Regions from separate parts of the Capsicum annuum genome. Here all the other regions are linked to region 1. The links are chromatin contacts, called in public Hi-C maps. All regions are on one chromosome and are shown on one strand. Each heading gives the region's core, a stretch centred on a gene start, on an enhancer-like site or on the middle of the called end of the contact. The rest is flanking DNA. Distances are from core to core; before and after follow the strand shown.

Region 1 (3,892 bases), core at 1,037-3,536:
ACTTTGAACTTGATTCCATGGTAGTGGCAAACATGATCAAAGAGAAGGATACCAACAACTTGAAGCTAAAAGGAATCATTCGAGACATTGTTCAGGTCATGAATGGGGAAGAAGAAAGTATTTTCCACTACTATAGAGACGCCAACCAAACAACTAACTTCATTGCTAAACCGTCCTCTTCAAGTGGAAGTGGTACATTCTATAATTCTTTTCATCAACTCCCTAAAGAGGTGAAGGGACTATATCTACTAGATAAGTGGCAATTTCCTAGCACGAGGAGAAGGTGTGACAAATATAACTTTCTGTTAGTTGAACCATTGTAATTAGATTATAGTTGAAAGTCTATATCATTGTAGCTTTTTCATAGAAAGTCCATTATGCCTTCTTAATGTCTGTAGCCTCCTCTATCATCCCTAGGTGCTTAAATAGGGAAGAAATTCAGTGAGTAAATTCTTCAGTATATAATTAACCTCCATTTCCATGGCTTTAGAAAATTGAGTACTGGAAGTGTAGAGATAGCGTGCAATGATAGAACATTACTCCACAATATTGCAATGATCACTTAATTTGAGTTAGTAATAAGCTAATTTTGTAGTCAATTTTGAGAGTGGTTGTATTGAACAAGCATAAGAATGAGTTGAAATTAGAGTAAAAAAGATATGGTAAGACTTTACTCTTGTGCAGCGAACACAGGGAGCATCACATTGCAGCCACGTGAGGTCGCTGCCAGTGTCAGGATCAAGGAAATAAGGCCTTGAAGGCTGCCCTATATTGACCTGAACATAGTAATAACTGCAGAAGAAAACTAATTCAATCAATTTAACTTAGAAAAGGAAAATAGGGATTACAGTCTTCCTATATACCAAAGAACATTTCAAAATTCCTTTGGGAAAATGGATGGTCCATATGAAGTCCATACAAATAGTGCAAATAAATTCAGCAATGTAAATAGCATCATTGCATACCCAACGGGATAGACATTGCCATAGAGTGGTAGGACAATTGAAGAAGAGACAACTGGATTGACCACTGATGAAGAAGCTACAGAACTAGAAGACATCCATTTCCACCATTTCTTCTGCTGACTATCCCCATAACCTCCCTCTCCTCCTCCTCCTCCTGCTGCTGCTGCTGAAACAATAACAACTACAAAGATCAACATCCCAAGAATTTTTCCTCCCCCCATATCTCTCCTTCCTATAGTAAGAAAAAACTTCTATTTCTTAATTAATTCAGCAAAATCTTGCCTTATATATTTCTCAAAAGAAATTCCCACCCAATAGAAAAGTCTTAAGTGGATTCTTTGGAAGGGTTTTTAATTTACTTGTGAACTGAGGTTTGGTTTGGCATTGCTTGGATTCCTCAGTTTACTCCTTTGTCTTGTATTAAAAGACATTTGGGAGTACATAATCTATTATTTTTTTCTTGAATAAATTAACTGTATCTCTAAATTCTCAATCACAAACTCAAAGAAATCAACGCCATCTTTAACAATTGAATTGTATATGACATGCACACTTGACAAAAATATTTCATTTGGCAGTTGTCTGCGATTCATTCAACGGGATTAAATTTGAAGATTCATAATGCCCTTTAAGAATGTCGAGTTGCAAACAGTTTAAAGTATTGAAAATTATGCTAAGGGATTAAATGTAAATTGTTTTTGGTGCTTTTTTCAAGTAGTTTCTTTTCTTCTTAACCTTCAAATTGAGTCATGGTTTTATTTCCACATTGAGAATACATAACCATGTACAAAGAGGGCTGAGCGTGACCTTCTACTACTGTTGGCAAGGAGAAGATCCATCCTTCACTCTCCATTAGCAGCAGAAAGAAAGAAAAATGGTAAGCAAGAGAGGATTTTGAAGACAAATTAGGCTCTGACATAAAAGAAAAAAGTAGTTTGAAACTTCACATGTTTCCCTCATTGTGCCACGTGGAACAAATCCAAGCTTCCAAGAGAAGTTTGATAGATGAATTATTCACCATGGATGAAAATGCTTTGGACATAATATACATAATATAGACGCGTAAGCAGCACATACAGGAGAACATAGTTTGTTATCAGTTTGTTATGAAGTTAGAATATATTGTATAGGATTGGGACAAGTGTAAGCATTTTTCTTTTGTATTTTTCTTTGTACAAACACTTGTATAAAAGGATACACATGATCAATAAAAAGATTATCAGAAAAATTTCCACAATTTTTTCTTCAATTTCTTTCATGGTATCAAAACAATGAGCTCGATCCATCAAATTTACAATCAAAGTTTTTCAAATCACTAAAAATGACTGAAGAAGTAAGTAGCAAAAACTCTGCAAGCAGCAGTGTTCATCTTCCTGCAACAAGTGTGGATTTCAATCACCTTTACTATTGTCATCCATCTGATGCTCTTGGGATGAATCTGATCAGCTCGGTGTTTGATGGAAGGAAATTTTCAAGATGGAGAAAATCCATTTTGATAGCACTTTCAGTCAAGAGGAAGCTTGGTTTCATCAATGGCAATTGTCAAATGCCAGATCTAACTTCACCAGATTTCTCTCAATTGAGTTGCTGCAATGATATGGTGATTTCTTGGTTATTGAATGCATTATCCAAGGACATTGCAGATAGTATTATCTATTCCACTACTGCTAAGGAGTTGTGGGACAGTCTTGAGCAAAGATTTGGCAAATCGAATGGAGCCAAACTCGTTCACCTTCAAAAGGAATTGAGCATATTAGTTCAAGGAAATTCTAATGTATCAGGATATTTTACAAAGATGAAAAGAATCTGGGATGAACTAGATTCTTTGAATGTAGACATAGTGTGTTCCTATGTGTGCACATGTGAAGGAAAAACAAAATTATCCAAATCCCTCCAAGATCAAAGACTGATTCAATTTTTAATGGAGTAAATGACATATATGCACAGGCAAGTGGTAACATATTGATGATGAAATCTTTGCCAGGATTAGATGTCACATATTCATTATTGTTACAGGATGAAAATCAAAGAGAGATCTATGTTAATGAACAAATTTTTTCTGAATCATCATCTTTCATGGTGACAAATCAAGGGAAACAAAATGTCAAAGGAGGAAATCAGTTTTCCAGGAATGGAAATGTAAACCAATTGTAGAGAAATACAGGTGGATATCAGAAGTCTATTGTATACCCCCAAAGACCTAGTAACTCTCAATATAAGCCCAAAGAAAGAAGGGCCAAATACAACCCTAATGTGACTTGAACATATTATTTAAGCGGGGACATGGGATGGAAGACTGTTTTAGGCTAGTAGGTTTTCCTGATGACTTTGAGTTCACAAAAGGAAAAAATATTGTGGTTAAAGGAAATGCAGCATTCACAGGGGAAGATAGTCATGAGATTGGTGAAAATTACATAAAAGAAGAGAGAAGCAGTACTTGTCAATTCTACAATGATAGGGGTAATAGGTCATTCTAGCATTTCAACAAAGGGCAAAGGGCGGAAATTGTTCAAATGATGAAGGAGATGCAGATTTCACAATCAATTCTTAGTGCAAAAATCAGTGCAAATGCAGTAGCTGGTACAATTCTTAAATATTCAGGGACATGTTTTTCAGTTTTTAACTCTACAACCTGGATCATTGACTCAGGAGCATCAGAGAACATGTGTTTTGATGCTTTTTCTTTTTCTTCTATGACCCCTCCATATTACTTTAAACATTAGTTTACCTAATTCTTTCAAAGTAACTGTCACTCACATACGAAGTGTTTCTATTCTTCCCAATCTCACTCTTAGTAATGTTTTGTATGTTCCAATCACTACAAAAAAAACAGCATTTAGCGACACGACATATTCGTCGCTATCATATAAAAATTCATCGCTAAATAGAAATAGCAACGGAAAATGTTATGTCGCTATATTGCTCGT
Region 2 (3,892 bases), core at 507-3,006, 180 kb after region 1:
AGAATACGTTTGCTGGTTAAATCCACACTTAAATGAGATTCCAAAACATCGTGTAGCTCAACGAATGTTGCTGATGTGCTCAACAGTATAGCATCAGTGACATATTTTTTGAAGTTTTTTTCATACGTCCATCGACCAGAGTGCTTCACAAGGACTGGTATGCTTCCCATTTCTACTTGATTTAACCAAAAATGCAATCAAAGTTACGCAGCCAACATAAGATATACATTTAAACAAAAATTGTTTAAAGTAAAATACAAACACAACAAAAGTTTTCAACCAAATATAGAAACTACTGAATCTAACGAAAGTTAAACATGGATAAATTATATTTTCACATATACAGTTATACTCTCAAATTCCGAAAAGCAAAACAAAAATACATATGCAGTTTTAACATTAAGCATATAAAAAATACATATGCAGTATTAACATTAAACATCATAAAAATACATCTGAAACATACCTAATTTGTATGTTGATATGTGTCAACACAAACTACAAAATACTGAATCAAACGAAAGTAAAACATGTATAAAATCTATTTTCACATATATAGTTACACACTCAAATTCCTACAAGCAAAACAAAAATACATATGCACTGTGAACATTAGTCATATAAAAAATGCATACGGAGTGTTAACATTAAACATAACAAAAATACATCTGGAACATACCTAATTTGTATTTTGATATGTGTCAATATAATTTCATCACATTCAACCGCTGAATTCGATCATTCATTGATCTAGGATTTCAAAAATTAATTGAATAAAATTCAAATCGAAATTCGTTTAAATTATGTTCATAATCGATTATACAATAAAGTTAACATATTCTAGTTGAATACTGAAATTTTAATACCTGAAACAACTTCTAAACTGAAATTTTGCAACAAATAGTTAAATTCACTATTCTTTTTGTTATGTATGTTGAATCTACTACTGCATTGCTTATAACTAGAATTTTTTTTACAATTTTTTCATAAAAAAATTTAACGTCGACAACAAAAAACTAGATAGCAACATTAATAATGGTAGAGACAAAAAATCGAAATGGAAAACATTGATGATTACGTACCTTAGACTACGATAATGGTTGAATTTGCAACTGATAGTTAATTCGAACAAATTGAACTGAAGAATCTGCACTTGAATTTGATTTAAACAAATTAATGATTCGTTTCGAAACTGATGCTGATTTCGAAGAAGATACTATCAAATTAGAAGAAATTGCTCAGAAAAACTAACACCAAATTTTGAATTTGTGTTTTTTTCCTGATGAACTCGTTAATGGAGAAAATTGAAATTTGAAAATTGTTTACTGCTGTTAAGCTGTAACGGAAATCACGTGATTGAAGTTGTTTTAATGAAAAACGAACCTACAAATTTAATTAATTGGTAATTATACCATATTTATCTCAACCAATTTCAGTTATTTAAGGGAAGTCAAAATATTTGTATATGTATTTTTATAGCAGCATTTTTTTAAAAATACAAAATAGAAGTTGCTACAAAATGTAATTATGAAACTGTTGCTATAAAACTAATAATTAGGGCCTTAAGTATGTGAATTTTTTCCTATTTAGATTTAACCAAATTTAAGAGTTTAATACAAGCACATAAACCAAGTATGAATTACAAAAATGAATGGAGAAAATTTGAAGTTTGGGCCTCTTATCTGCCTATTTTCTGAAGGAAAAATTTCAGAAATAGCAACTCTGTAGCCTTAATTATACCTTTTATAGCAACAGTTTCATAATTATGAAAAATTGCAAATTGTATTTGTATTTAAGTAAAATGTTGCTATATAAATACATATACAAATATATATGTATTACTCATAAATACATATGAACAATTGAAAAATACATATTCTTCTATTACTATGAAGTGTGTAAAATATTGCTACCTTTGCTATAAGTTGTAATTTTAAAAAAGTGTTGTTATTTATTGTAATTATAGTCTTAAGGATGTTAGTTTCTGCAATTTTTCCTTTTCTGAAAGTTGTCCATATGTTGGACTCATGGACTTGGTCCATTATCACTGTGTATATCAATTGTATATCAGTAATATTCTTTGCTCACTTTCCTGTATATCAAATGTATACAACTTGTATACTTGGCCACCTATACTTGTATATTTGATCTCCCATATGTATACTATCCTCCTTTCTTCATTTTTAGTCTATCTTGCGCATTAGCTCTTTTGCGTCGAATATGACTCGAAGATAGTTGGGTTTTGGCCCAACGAAAAAGCAATAGGGAAATTGGGGTCTTCTTAGGACTCATCAGCTTCACGTGAAAGGCAAAAGATAATGTAAAACAAGTTAGTGTAAAGTTCAAAATAATTCAACTTAAATTAACTCAGAAAAATTGAACACCAAAGCAAATAATCGGAGAAAGGGGTGACATGAGGTATAATATTTGTGTTCAAAATTTTCCAGAGAAAGACATTAGCCCTGTTAATGAGTTATTCTTTCAATGAATCATTGCTACACATTTTAAATAACTACACAATAGACTCCAAGAAAGGATAATGATCGACTCTAAGCTAAATTGAACTATGCATATTAAGAAAATTTCTATTCAATCACAAAAAATTGGGGAAATGAATAGAATAGAAGGGACGGGAGCTTACATCCTTAGAAGAGTGTTCATTTAAGTTATCAAAGGCAACAAAAGCACTATCCAAACCAAAGCAAACATCATGTAATTTCAGCAAAAGAATATTTTTCTTAGCCACACAACCGGGTATAAAGAAAACTGTTTCACAGGCCAATCATTGAGATACTTATTTAGATAATAATATCAACTGGGAACAGACGAGGAAAGTTATATGATCTTGTGCATACTTATGGTTAATTATTTTACAAAATATCTTCAGATCATCACATAGAGAGGAAGAAAAGGGACGAGAATACACTCAAACAATCATATACTCTTTAAGCAAACACTTTAAACATGGTAACAAATTTACCATATCCGAGATGTCTTTGCAACCAAATTGCTGAAATACATTTACTGTCAAAGTTTGGAATTAGGAAGAGACAGAAGAAACACAGATGACACGTAAACACTTTACAAGCTGATTGAAAGGTTTTATGGACGAATTACCCATATTAAAACTAGAACATTTCATTATTTTACCAATAAAGCATCAGAATAGCAAGCCAAAAATTTCTTCAAGTACAAATTAAATCAGTGAACGTAATCAAAATATGAGCAAGACTCTAACTTCGTTCTGGTAAAGCGGTAATAGAAAAGAAAGAAAGCGTGAGGCTAGGTGTGAGCTAACTCTATTATTAAAACATGTATTTCAAACCAAGCCAATTGAAGCAATAACAAAATCAAACATGAAAGTAGGCAAAACCAATCTTATGATGACAAAAGAGAGATCATGACATTTCCAAAAATATAATTTATGTAGAATCCAACAGTGATTGCCAACAATATTAACTGTGAGAAGGACATTTCGAACTTAAGAAAACTTGTTCTAACGGACTAGAAACAAGTACGAAAAATCCCAGTAAATCAAAACGACACCTTATAAATTTGTTTACAATCAATCAGTTCAAGTGAAAAAGAAAGCAAGGTAAAAGATGAATTTCATACTAATTGACACACTTAAACAGGAACCAACAGTAAAGGATGAAAAGGTCATCACAGAAATCCAGCAACGAACAACTAAGGCGAAACTATTACAAATTTTCATCACACATAATTCCTATAGCCTTCGAAGCTTTCTACAGTAAATAACCCCAGCAACATCATTACGATGCTAATAAAGTCATAATTACGGCAAAAGAAAACTAAAAGAGAAAGATGTTTACCTTTTATGGGACAACAAATCGGGACTCGAGCTATTGTCGGAATCACCACTGTTGAAAGG
Region 3 (3,892 bases), core at 921-3,420, 130 kb before region 1:
CCGATGATTGAATTCGAACAAATTGAACAGAAGAAGCTACAGTTGAATTTGATTCAACAGCATTAGTGGTTAGATTTGAAACTGATAGTTGAATTCGAAGAAATTGAACAGAAGAAGATTCAGTTGAATTTGATTCAACAACAATGATGGTTGAATTTCAAACTAATGGTTGAATTCGAAGAAATTGAACAAAAAAGGCTTTAGTTGATTTTGATTTTGATTTTTTTTTTTGGATGAACACGTCAATAGAAAACTGAAATTTGAATTTTCATTACTGTTGTTAACAAATAACGGAAATCACATGACTTAAGAGGTTTTAATGGGAAAGAAATCTACACATTTCATTCATGGGTAATTATACCATATTTATCTCAACTAATTTCAGTTAAATATGGGCAGTAAAATGATTTGTATATGTATTTTTATAGCAACAGTTTGTTAAAATACAAAATACAAGTTGCTACTTAAAGTAATTATAAAAGTGTTGCTATGAATCTCATAATTATGGTCTTAAGTATGCTATTTGTGAATTTTGCCCCTTTACGTTCAAAAAAACGTATTCCCACTAGGCATAAATTCATATCCGGACATAACTTATAGGATATAATGATATAAAAATTTAACTTATGCCTCATGAAAAAATTATCCGTTATGAGGGGTAAAAAATTTAAAGACCAACATATTAATCTATATCTATATCTATAATATGTTAAAAGTGTGAAGTTTCTTATAAATGTTGTTTGGACATTTTTCCATTCATTAAAAGTCTTTGCTTTAGTTAAAATCATTTTTTCACTATTTTTTCTAATATTTAAGAATGGATAATTAATTAAATATATTTATGCTAAAACCTTTTCTTATTAGAATTCATCATAATTAATGATAATTAATACTTTTTTTATTAGTTTAAAAAATTTAAATCAACTTAATTTGATTTTTTAAAAAAATTTAAAAAGTCTATAAATCTACATCTACATCTATAATCTACATCTACATCTATAATTTATTAAATTCATTAACCACTTGAAACTTCTGGTGGTAAAATATATATGTGTTTACAATAAAAAAAAAATTGAACTTTTTGCACTTCATTACAAATCCCTGCAATAGATAAAATCATTTAATTTTAAATAATTAAAAATTACACGTGCGAGGCACGTGCGGCTAAACTAGTACGGACAAAAGTGCAAATGAACTCAATTTGAAAGTGAAAAAACAACCCAAGTTACAACGGAATCTCAGTCAATTTAAAAGCTTTTGCTGGGAGTTTTGATACATATAACTTACATGACCACTAATATAAATTAGACTTCAATCAATTTAGTCTTAGATTTAGAAGTTCGTGAAGGATATAAACTTTAAAATATAGCTAGCTAATTAAAGTTTAATGTTTTACTTCTTGAACCAAAACTCGTAATAATGGAATTTAATTTCTTATTTTACTTTCTTGTCTTTAGATTAAACTATTTATGAATATTTAACCAACTTGTTTGTGATATTATTCGGTACATTCTGCTTCTAGTCATTATGCTATTCGAGAAGCATTCATCCAATCTTCCCTTTGTCTTTGGTTGAGATTGAGGGTGAGGACGTTCAATCATGTCAAAAACTACATAATTGACAAGGGCATAATTTTATTTCTTAATCAAACCGACACGCAAGGTTATGTTTGATCCTAAATTCAGCCCATACCATTATCGTACCAATTTTTATTTTTATTTTTATCAAAGAGCGACCATTTGGCCATTTATTAAAAAAACAAAAGGAAAAAAGATATTCAATGACCATTTTGGAAACAAATGGTCAACATTTAATCAATTTGTTAAATTATGATCCGTCGATCAATTTATTGTCATTTAATGGTTATTAAATTACTTTGGCCTTTCCCTTCCTTCTTGGGCCATTCTAGCACATCATGTAATTTCCAATTTGTAGCCATTAATACATATGGTCCAAATACCATAAAGTTAGCTTAATTAAGTCGGCAATTTATCTTCTTCAATTTATTATTATATTTTCCTCTTTTTTAAAAAAATAACTCAACCCATAACCATTTTTTTTTTCTTATCTTTCTCCAATCCTTCATAGAAAAGAAACCACATAAGTCCTTTGATCAGCAGAAAGGATAAGACTTGAACAAGTGTGCCTGTGTTGATTGGTGTAACAATTGTACAAGACTTATATGCATGTATGGAAAAACAAGGTAAACTGAGGCAAAACAAACATGCAATAGAAATCGCTGCCTTCTAATTATGGGTTGCAAGCGGCTAGATTTGATCATTTGATACAATCACCTCTTTCTTTGCTTTCCCCATTTTCAAAGTGAGATTATAAGGAGGATATGTATATAATTTGATTTACTACGATTTTCTTATTTATTAAAATGTGTATAGAAATTCTATAATCACTATTCATATATGTATAAGATTTAAATAAAAATTGCATAGCATGTGTATAGAACTTGTATGGTTGTTGTATAGAATATGTATCTAAGTAATTATTTCAAATAAAGGTTGTATAGAATATATATATAAAAATTGTAAAATTATTGTATAGAATATGTATAGCATAGAAATTGTATAATTGTTGTATATAAAATGCATTTGTATATGATATGTATATAAATTGTATCATTATTATATAAATTATGTATCTGTGTAGGATATGTACAGAAATTGTATAATAATTGTATACAATATGTATCTGTTTCAAGTATCAAAGATGTCTATATTTACTATTAAAGATGTAAGTATACATTATCTTTTTATTCTATTTTAAAAAATATATTTTTTTGTTTTTAATTATTAGAAGGAAAAAAAAAGTTTTTTCCTTTTTAAAAAAAGGGTTGCGAAAAAAAGAACGAAAAGGAACAACGATTTTTCTTTTAAAAGATAATTGCAATAAAAAATTTTAAAAAAAGAAATAGAAAAACAAAGAAACCAAAGGAGCAGTGAAAAAGATCAAAAACGATTGTTCTTTAACCAGCAAAAAACGGTTAAAAGGCTAAAAAGAGGGATATCAAATTTAACAGCTAATTCAGTGGCATTATTTTTCACCAAAGTGATATTCTTGTCCTTCTCCCAAAACAAATGATAAAGGAAATTTGTACAAAGAAACTTAGATCCGGCAAGACCCAAGCCTAATTACTCTAAGAAAAAACTAAAAAATAAAGATGTCAGCCAAAAGACTTTCTAATATTAAAGGCAAAAAAAGGAAAAGTGGAAAGTACAGACACTATTCTTCTTCTTCACATCTCCGATCCCTTGTCTTCACTTTGTATATTTTTTTGATGTTGTCATCAATCGCATCTAACCAGGTAATCTTCCATCATTTCTGAGCAATCTTGTTGTTCCTCTCTCTTGTTTGATCTTGTGCTTCAAACAATCTTAACTTTAAAATAAGCCGCTTTGAACCAAATACAACTCAAGCCTTAAACTCTCACCAGGTGCTGTGTATTCAGGTTCGATTGGAGCTATCTCCAAACAGTGCTTATTGGTTTTCAGGTATTTGAACTCAGTTCTGTTAATGAAAGCTTTATTCTGAGGTACTACACTCATAACTTCATCTATTATCATCAAGAGAATGAACTCCATTTGGGGGTTGATACAACTCTATCAGATTCTAGATGAGTTAATTATATGTACCTATTTTCTTCCATACCTTGTATTCTTTTGTTGTATTTCTTGTTTCTACTGCATGTACTTGTCACTGATTCTTGAATGTCCCTTTAATGCTTGGGAATCTCTTTTGATGCTTTATTCCGAATGTGTTGTTAATCTGGAGCTTTTTTCTTCATCCTCTTAATTCTTAATTATGGAATTTGTTGCTTGTCTAAAATTGTTATGCATTTTGCCTCTTGTGGTAATCCTTCAAATGAGTTATAAACTTGTGT

What was found. Hi-C and Micro-C count contacts between places; a contact is called where the count stands out from the background.
Region 2: a contact with region 1 is called in a Hi-C map of leaf, with 2.6 times the contacts expected there. The contact joins the promoter of LOC124897881 here to the promoter of LOC124898031 in region 1. A contact is called at or near these places in 2 of 5 Hi-C or Micro-C datasets (bud and leaf).
Region 3: a contact with region 1 is called in a Hi-C map of leaf, with 1.7 times the contacts expected there. The contact joins the enhancer-like site here to the promoter of LOC124898031 in region 1. A contact is called at or near these places in 2 of 5 Hi-C or Micro-C datasets (bud and leaf).

The regions. Positions count from the first base shown.
Region 1 is chr4:190,799,954-190,803,845 of UCD10Xv1.1, forward strand. It overlaps LOC124898031, which reads left to right and starts at 2,287. Exons shown (of 2, transcript XM_047411646.1): 1 at 2,287-2,796; 2 at 2,913-3,119. The coding sequence starts at 2,287. The coding sequence ends at 3,119. LOC107869592 (aspartic proteinase Asp1) reads right to left here and starts at 1,879. Exons shown (of 9, transcript XM_047410884.1): 1 at 1,773-1,879; 2 at 966-1,131; 3 at 675-792. The coding sequence starts at 1,818.
Region 2 is chr4:190,978,511-190,982,402 of UCD10Xv1.1, forward strand. LOC124897881 reads right to left here and starts at 1,757. Exons shown (of 2, transcript XM_047411466.1): 1 at 1,083-1,757; 2 at 1-172. The coding sequence starts at 170.
Region 3 is chr4:190,666,276-190,670,167 of UCD10Xv1.1, forward strand. No RefSeq gene overlaps it. Among protein-coding and RNA genes, the nearest start is that of LOC107869592, 130 kb to the right of the region's middle. Within about 2 kb of position 2,171, at least 1 of the 5 cell types and tissues checked has an H3K27ac peak or open chromatin away from gene starts, as enhancers often do. A contact at or near this core is called in leaf, where this site is marked.